2 separate regions of the Xenopus tropicalis genome follow, and region 1 is linked to region 2. A link is a contact called in public Hi-C data. All regions are on one chromosome and are shown on one strand. The core of a region is the stretch at or near the end of the contact, and the rest is flanking DNA. Distances in the headings are between cores, read along the strand shown. Region 1 holds the start of nlrc3 (NLR family CARD domain-containing protein 3). Region 2 holds the start of adcy9 (adenylate cyclase type 9).

Evidence for each region. A called contact is a pair of places that touch in the nucleus more often than the background predicts.
Region 1: a contact with region 2 is called in a Hi-C map of liver, with 4 times the contacts expected there. The contact joins the promoter of nlrc3 here to the promoter of adcy9 in region 2. A contact is called at or near these places in 2 of 5 Hi-C or Micro-C datasets (liver and neurula embryo).

The regions. Positions count from the first base shown.
Region 1 is chr9:20,694,049-20,697,759 of UCB_Xtro_10.0, forward strand. It overlaps nlrc3 (NLR family CARD domain-containing protein 3), which reads left to right and starts at 2,367. Exons shown (of 18, transcript XM_018097257.2): 1 at 2,367-2,469; 2 at 2,555-2,815; 3 at 2,998-3,711. The coding sequence starts at 2,463.
Region 2 is chr9:20,512,126-20,515,972 of UCB_Xtro_10.0, forward strand. It overlaps adcy9 (adenylate cyclase type 9), which reads left to right and starts at 1,979. Exons shown (of 14, transcript XM_031892851.1): 1 at 1,979-2,814; 2 at 2,817-2,930; 3 at 2,933-3,847. The coding sequence starts at 2,775.

The DNA of each region.
Region 1 (3,711 bases), core at 1,117-3,616, 180 kb after region 2:
GCAGTGGGGGGATAATAGCCTCTGGGAAGGGACTGTGGCTGTGGGATAGCAGGTATAGTAGGGAGAGATGGTGCCTATAATATCAATGGGGGGATAATAGCCTCTGGGAAGGGACTGTGACTGTGGGATAGCAGGTATAGTAGGGAGAGATGGTGCCTATAGTAGCAGTGGGGGGATAATAGCCTCTGGGAAGGGACTGTGGCTGTGGGATAGCAGGTATAGTAGGGGGAGATGGTGCCTATGGTAGCAGTGGGGGGATAATAGCCTCTGGGAAGGGACTGGGGCTGTGGGATAGCAGGTATAGTAGGGAGAGATGGTGCATATAGCCGCAGTGGGGGGATAATAGCCTCTGGGAAGGGACTGTGGGATGGAAGGTAAAGAAAATATTTAATCTCTAGCAGATTGCTTAGAAGAAACAAGATGGGACATGAAAAAGAAGAAGATGGAGAGTCATATATAGGTTATGCCAAATCTCAGGTGTAGGGAAAAGTTGATGTGTCCCCAGCACTATATCTAAGGGTTTATATCTAGAAAGAGTTGAGCAGAGTCTGTCACCCCCGCCCCCCAGCCCACATGTCTCAGTGCACAGACAGACAGAGCGCAGAGAGGCAGGAAGTTACACAGGGCGACGCGCTCAGCAGGAAGAGGTGAGATGCTCAGAGCACTGGACCAAAGGGGAGGTGGTGGGTGGTGGGGCCCAGACACCGTGGTGCTGTGGGAGTAGAAGGGAGCACCCTGTTGATCAGCAGAGAAGAACAAGGGGCTGAGGTACAGCGATTAGTAGGGGAGATGGAGTAAGAGAGAGAGAATGTGGTAGAGGCATCACATGGGAACCCACAAAGGGAGAAGATTGGACCAAACTGGTGGGTTTTCATTTTAACTTAATTTTGTTGTGAGTTTCTCATTGTCGTATATTTATATCCTTCTAATTCCTTCCTGCACTCTCCCCCTGTCACTCACCCTTCCCTTCTCTATGCTTCTCCCTGTCGCTTCTCCCTTTAGCTTCTCCCTGTCGCTTCTCCTGTAGCTTCTCCCTTTAGCTTCTCCCTGTCGCTTCTCCCTTTAGCTTCTCCCTGTAGCTTCTCCTGTAGCTTCTCCCTTTAGCTTCTCCCTGTCGCTTCTCCCTGTCGCTTCTCCCTGTAGCTTCCCATTGCTTGTGTTCCTATTCAAGCCACATCTGTTCTTACTGTGCCAAATACCTTCTTCTTTTATTTAGATCTGCTCTCCATGTGTGTATGCCCAGTATAGCCGCCCTGTCTCCCTCCTCTCCCATACAGCCCCATTCCCATGTTTAGGGCCAATGTAAAGTGCCAGTGGGCCCAGGGAAAGATCTCATTGGTGGGCCCCCTAGAGCCTTCCCGATTTGTAATAGTGTTACTCTCAAGCAGGAGAGCTAGAGGGCAATAAAGTGATGGCCTGTTTGTACTAGCAAGCACAATTGGGGCCCACCTGCAGCTCCCTGAACTAACAGCCCTGGGAGTGGGTAAAAGGACCTTTTGCCCATTTAGTAAAACTGCCCTGCCCAATGTTATATCTTGTTCAGTTGCCCCCGAACCTCTCTCTCCTCTTCCCTATATCCCCAGTCCTCCTTGTCTCGTATAATTGCCCCCTGTTTCTTTCCTACACAGGTATTGGGTATTGTCTGGAATACTTGGGCCCTGGAGTTTTCTGGATAAGGGAATTTCTGATATTTAGATCACCATACTGGCAGGGTAGTGGCTTGCATCCGGTGCAATGAGGGTTTCCCTATGTGCAATTTGCTGTTAAAGGGCCACTATACCTTTATAGTTTCATATAAACTCATTATCAACCTCCCGCCCCTAGCCCTTCCAATACTGTATAATCCCATAATGAGAATTCAGAATGGGGTGTGTGTTATAGGATATCATTGGTGCTGGGCTATCCGTCCGGGCTGTAATGGCCCCTTCCATGTCAATACCCGGGGCAAAGGTTTACTGAGGCCTTTCCTAAAACCAACCCTGTCTACAGGGAAGCAAAAACTCAACATTTATCCCCCCCCAGGTAAGGTGAGCAGACTTACCCTTTAATGCAGACACATGGGAAAGTCAAAGACCAGAGGCATCTTGCATTTTGTCTACAGGTATAAATGTAGGTATATATTAAAGGGGTCATATACCCTTGGTGCATGAAATGCAATAAGTTGTGCAATAAATCTGGATGGGACATCATACAGCGGCTAATTGGTTGATCTGGTTTTATATTAATGCTGAACTGCCTCTGTATGCCTTTATCTGCTTGTACCAATGTTGTGCCCCATGTATGGCCACACTGGCCACTAAGCCAGTAGGAGAGACTGATAAAGCAACTGTCGAAAATGTGACTTCTTGTCCTGCCTTGTAGGTGATGGTAGGAAGATGATGTTTTTGCCCAGTGCCCACATAGGCATGTCACAGACCCCAGCCTGGCTCAGAGACTGCTCATTGGTATTGTGATATAATGATATGGAAGGTAAGTGTTGGTTCGGAATGTGGCCCTATTGGCAGAACAGACATTATTATTGCCTTATTGTAACTGCTTGTCCTCACTGTCACAGGCCTGTGGGTCTTCCGATACAGGAGGCTGCTGGTGCACTGTATCTGCCCGGACTCCTTGCAGGGGATATTGGTTGAACTGAAGGACCTCAAGGTACTGAATGAAGAGGAGATCCAGCGCCTGCAGGACATTTCATATCTCCCCAGCCAAGCAGAAGCCCTACTGGCGGCGTTGGAAGGGAAAGGCAAGAGTGGGGTTCAGGCACTTCAAAACTGTATAGAGAACAGCTGCACCTCCCTGTACCTGCGAATGCGTCACTATGGTATGGAAATGTCCTCAGCATTATATTCATTGGGCCGGAGTTAGACTGTATGAGGCCAAGGGCAATACAAGAAGGCAGTGACTCCTAATTTGTGATGAACTATAGCTATAAACCTAGTAGTAACTGGAAATACTGTAATTACATTGCTGTGGCTGATGGTGCCTCTTTTCTGATTTCCACAGATCCATTGGTTCTGAAGCATTTGGACAGCGTTGGCAGCATAAACCAGCCCCCATTGCTGACACAGCTGGAATACTTGTGGCTGATAGAGGGCCTCACAGACGCCCAGGTTCAGGAACATGACTTTGTGCAGCTGGAGTTAGGGCAAGGAGGAAGGGGCACTCTCAAAAAGCTATCTTTGGAGAAACTACTGATGCCCCTATCACGGGTCAGCCTGCCTCCTCGGCTCACCCTGACACTGGGAGTGGCAGGAGCTGGCAAAAGCACCCTAGTAAGACTTTTTGTTGAGAGGTGGGCCCGGAAGGAGTTGTGTTCCAACATCTCATGTGTACTTTCACTAGGGCTCTGGGAGCTGAATGCCCACGACAGACTTTCTGCAGAGCGACTGGTTCATCTATGCTGTCCACGTTACCTTGTGTCCCCTCCTGGGGCCCTTCTGATCTTGGATGGACTGGATGAATTACGGGCACCTTTGGACTTTTCGGACTCTGTGGCTTGCACTGACCCCCAGAAGGAGCTCACACCTGAATGTCTGATCACTAATATACTTCGGGGAAACCTGCTGGCAGACTGTTCGGTGTGGGTGACCTCAAGGCCCGGTGCAGCTGCCAAGATCCCTGGGGGTCTTATTGATCGTATGACTGAAATTCCAGGGCTGGGGGCAGGTGAAATTAAAGTGTTTTTGAAACAGTTACTACCAGAACCCAAAGGAATAG
Region 2 (3,847 bases), core at 729-3,228:
AACTCCAGCCCAGCTAGCCCAGTAACCCAAGCCCAGCTAGCCCAGTAACCCCAGCCCAGCTAGCCCAGTAACCCTAGCCCAGCAACCCCAGCCCAGCAACCCTAGCTAAGCTAGCCAAGCAACCCTAGCTAAGCTAGCCCAGTAACCCTAGCCTAGCCCAGCAACCCTAGCTCAGCTAGCCCAGTAACCCCAGCCCAGCAACCCTAGCTAAGCTAGCCCAGCAAGCCTAGCTAAGCTAGCCCAGTAACCCCAGCCCAGCAACCCTAGCTAAGCTAGCCCAGTAACTCCAGCCCAGCTAGCCCAGTAACCCTAGCCCAGCTAGCCCAGTAACCCCAGCCCAGCTAGCCCAGTAACCCCAGCCCAGCAACCCTAGCTAAGCTAGCCAAGCAACCCTAGCTAAGCTAGCCCAGTAACTCCAGCCCAGCTAGCCCAGTAACCCTAGCCCAGCTAGCCCAGTAACCCCAGCCCAGCTAGCCCAGTAACCGCAGCCCAGCTAGCCCAGTAACCCCAGCCCAGCAACCCTAGCTAAGCTAGCCAAGCAACCCTAGCTAAGCTAGCCCAGTAACTCCAGCCCAGCTAGCCCAGTAACCCTAGCCCAGCTAGCCCAGTAACCCCAGCCCAGCTAGCCCAGTAACCCCAGCCCAGCAACCCTAGCTAAGCTAGCCCAGCAACCCTAGCTAAGCTAGCCCAGTAACCCCAGCCCAGCAACCCTAGCTAAGCTAGCCCAGTAACTCCAGCCCAGCTAGCCCAGTAACCCTAGCCCAGCTAGCCCAGTAACCCCAGCCCAGCTAGCCCAGTAACCCCAGCCCAGCAACCCTAGCTAAGCTAGCAAAGCAACCCTAGCTAAGCTAGCCCAGTAACTCCAGCCCAGCTAGCCCAGTAACCCTGGCCCAGCTAGCCCAGTAACCCCAGCCCAGCTAGCCCAGTAACCCCAGCCCAGCAACCCTAGCTAAGCTAGCCAAGCGACCCTAGCTAAGCTAGCCCAGTAACCCTAGCCTAGCCCAGAAACCCTAGCTCAGCTAGCCCAGTAACCCCAGCCCAGCAACCCTAGCTAAGCTAGCCCAGTAACCCCAGCCCAGCAACCCTAGCTAAGCTAGCCAAGCAACCCTAGCTAAGCTAGCCCAGTAACTCCAGCCCAGCTAGCCCAGTAACCCCAGCCCAGCTAGCCCAGTAACCCCAGCCCAGCAACCCTAGCTAAGCTAGCCAAGCAACCCTAGCTAAGCTAGCCCAGTAACTCCAGCCCAGCTAGCCCAGTAACCCTAGCCCAGCTAGCCCAGTAACCCCAGCCCAGCTAGCCCAGTAACCCCAGCCCAGCAACCCTAGCTAAGCTAGCCAAGCAACCCTAGCTAAGCTAGCCCAGTAACCCTAGCCTAGCCCAGCAACCCTAGCTCAGCTAGCCGAGTAACCCCAGCCCAGCAACCCTAGCTAAGCTAGCCCAGTAACCCCAGCCCAGCAACCCTAGCTCAGCTAGCCCAGTAACCCCAGCCCAGCAACCCTAGCTCAGCTAGCCCAGTAACCCCAGCCCAGCTAGCCCAGTAACCCCAGCCCAGCTAGCCCAATAACCCCAGCCCAGCTAGCCAAATAACACCAGCCCAGCTAGCCCAGTAACCCCAGCCCAGCTAGCCCAATAACCCCAGCCCAGCTAGCCCAGTAACCCCAGCCCAGCTAGCCCAGTAACCCCAGCCCAGCTAGCCCAGTAACCCCAGCCCAACTACACCTCACACAGAAAGCTAACCCTCCCGCCCTTCTTTTTCTGGTCGACAAAGAGTTAACCCCCACCCTCTGCACTGTGTTCCATGGGCACCGCGGGTTTGCGAACATGTCAGAGAAATGGCAGAGAAGCGTGTCGGAAAATGCCCTCCCCGCTCAAAGCAACAACGTCAGGCGACTTGGAAAATAGATTGAAAGCGCCGCCGCCGCCGCTCACCCTTTTATACGCACGGAGCGCACCAAGTGCAAATAAAGGGGGGGGGGGGGGGTACCGGGAGCTTTACTTTATAGCTGCCTCTGCTTTTATTTCTTAGAATCACGTAAGTGTAACGGTCTATTTAGCTGTGCAGCCCCTTCTCCCATCCCTTCTGTCTCTGCCTGCCCCCTCCCGTCTCCTCTCCTCCTACTCCTCCCTCCCTTTTCGGCATAGGAAAAGCAGTCAGGAAAGGCAGAGAGAGAGAGAGAGCGGCCTGTCTGTGTGCTTCCCAGAGGCCCCTCATGGCTGGAGAGGCAGAGCCTCACATTCTTCGCTGTGCCCCCCTCACCATTCCCCCTGTACCCCAATGAGGAAAAGGCAGCGAGAAGGGGGACAAGGAAGGGACAGCCAACAACTGAGAGCCCCCAGCACACCAACAAGACCACCCTACTGGAAAAGCCAATACTTTTAAAGGATTTCAAAGAACCCCACCTACACAATCCAGAAGCTGACTGCCACCATGGATCCTGACTGCCACCATGGATCCTGACTGAATGATTCTGGAGTGGATTTTGGATGCTTTCCCCAAAGGCAGATGGAGCCCCCTGGCATATATATGTCTGTATCAGGGTTTCCTTTATGGCTTGCATTGGTGACTGAGCAGATCCTAAATATTTACACGGGCGAGGGGGGGCGCAATGATCGCCGGTGGGCTTAACAAGCACTCCTTATGCCTCTCATCTGTTTAGCGTAGATACATACATACACAGAGATGTATGCGCTGTGCTGCCTTATCCTGGGAAGGTCTGCCTCAGTCTGAATTGGAGATTGTACCGTGTTGCTGCATGAAGCTGCCAGGGCACGGCGAATGCACGGACTACTCTGCATGGAGATACAAGTGACTGGAGCCTTGGGCAAGCTAGAAGCTGTCAAAACCCTTCCGTTTGTCTGCAGTTGAAGGTTACAGCAGGAGGGGGTGGTAGAGGTGGTGGAGTGGAGTTGTTAGAGGGGGGAAAAGTCCCAGACAACTCTATATCAACAACATGGCTTCCCCTGTGAACCAGCAGCTGCTGCATCATACTGAGGTTAGGTGTGATGGGAGCGGGGACTGCAGCAGCGTGACAGTGAGAATTAATAGGCAGCACCACCAAGGGCCATCCAGGCGTTGCAAATACAGTATTTCATCCAGCTGCAGTTCAGGGGAGTCTGGAGTTAAAAAGGCCGGAGGTTCTGGGGGTGCCCGAAGGCAAAAAAAGCTTCCTCAGCTGTTTGAGAGGTCCACATCGAGGTGGTGGAATCCTAAATTTGATTCCAATAATCTAGAGGAGGCCTGTGTGGAAAGGTGCTTCCCTCAGACCCAGCGCAGATTCCGTTATGCTCTCATGTACCTCTCTGTGGCTGGGCTGCTATGGAGCATCTACTTTAGTGTCCACATGAAGTCCAAGCTTGTTAGTCACTTGGCACCTACCCTGTGCTTCCTTATAGTGTGCCTAGGCTTTTTTTCCTTCACTTTTACAAAGTCCTATGCCCGCCATTGCACAGCAATCTCCTTGCTTGTTACTCTGCTGGTATTTGCACTGACTTTGGCTTCTCAGTTCCAGGTGCTAAGCCCTGGATTAGTTAGTGACAGTCTCTTAAACCTAACATCCTCTACAGCAACAGATTTCTCTTCTTGCCTCTCTCAGGTGGGCAGTTTCTCCATATGTGTGGAGGTCCTGCTTCTCCTCTACACAGTCATGCACTTGCCTCTATACCTCAGTGCCTGCCTTGGCGTTGCTTACTCGATCCTCTTTGAAACATTTGGATATCATTTTAGAGATGAACGGTGTTTTGGCCCATTAGTGGGCAGAATGGCCCACTGGGAGCTTCTCAGCAAGGCACTGTTGCATATTTGCATTCATGCTATAGGTGTGCATCTTTTCATAATGTCTGAGGTCCGAT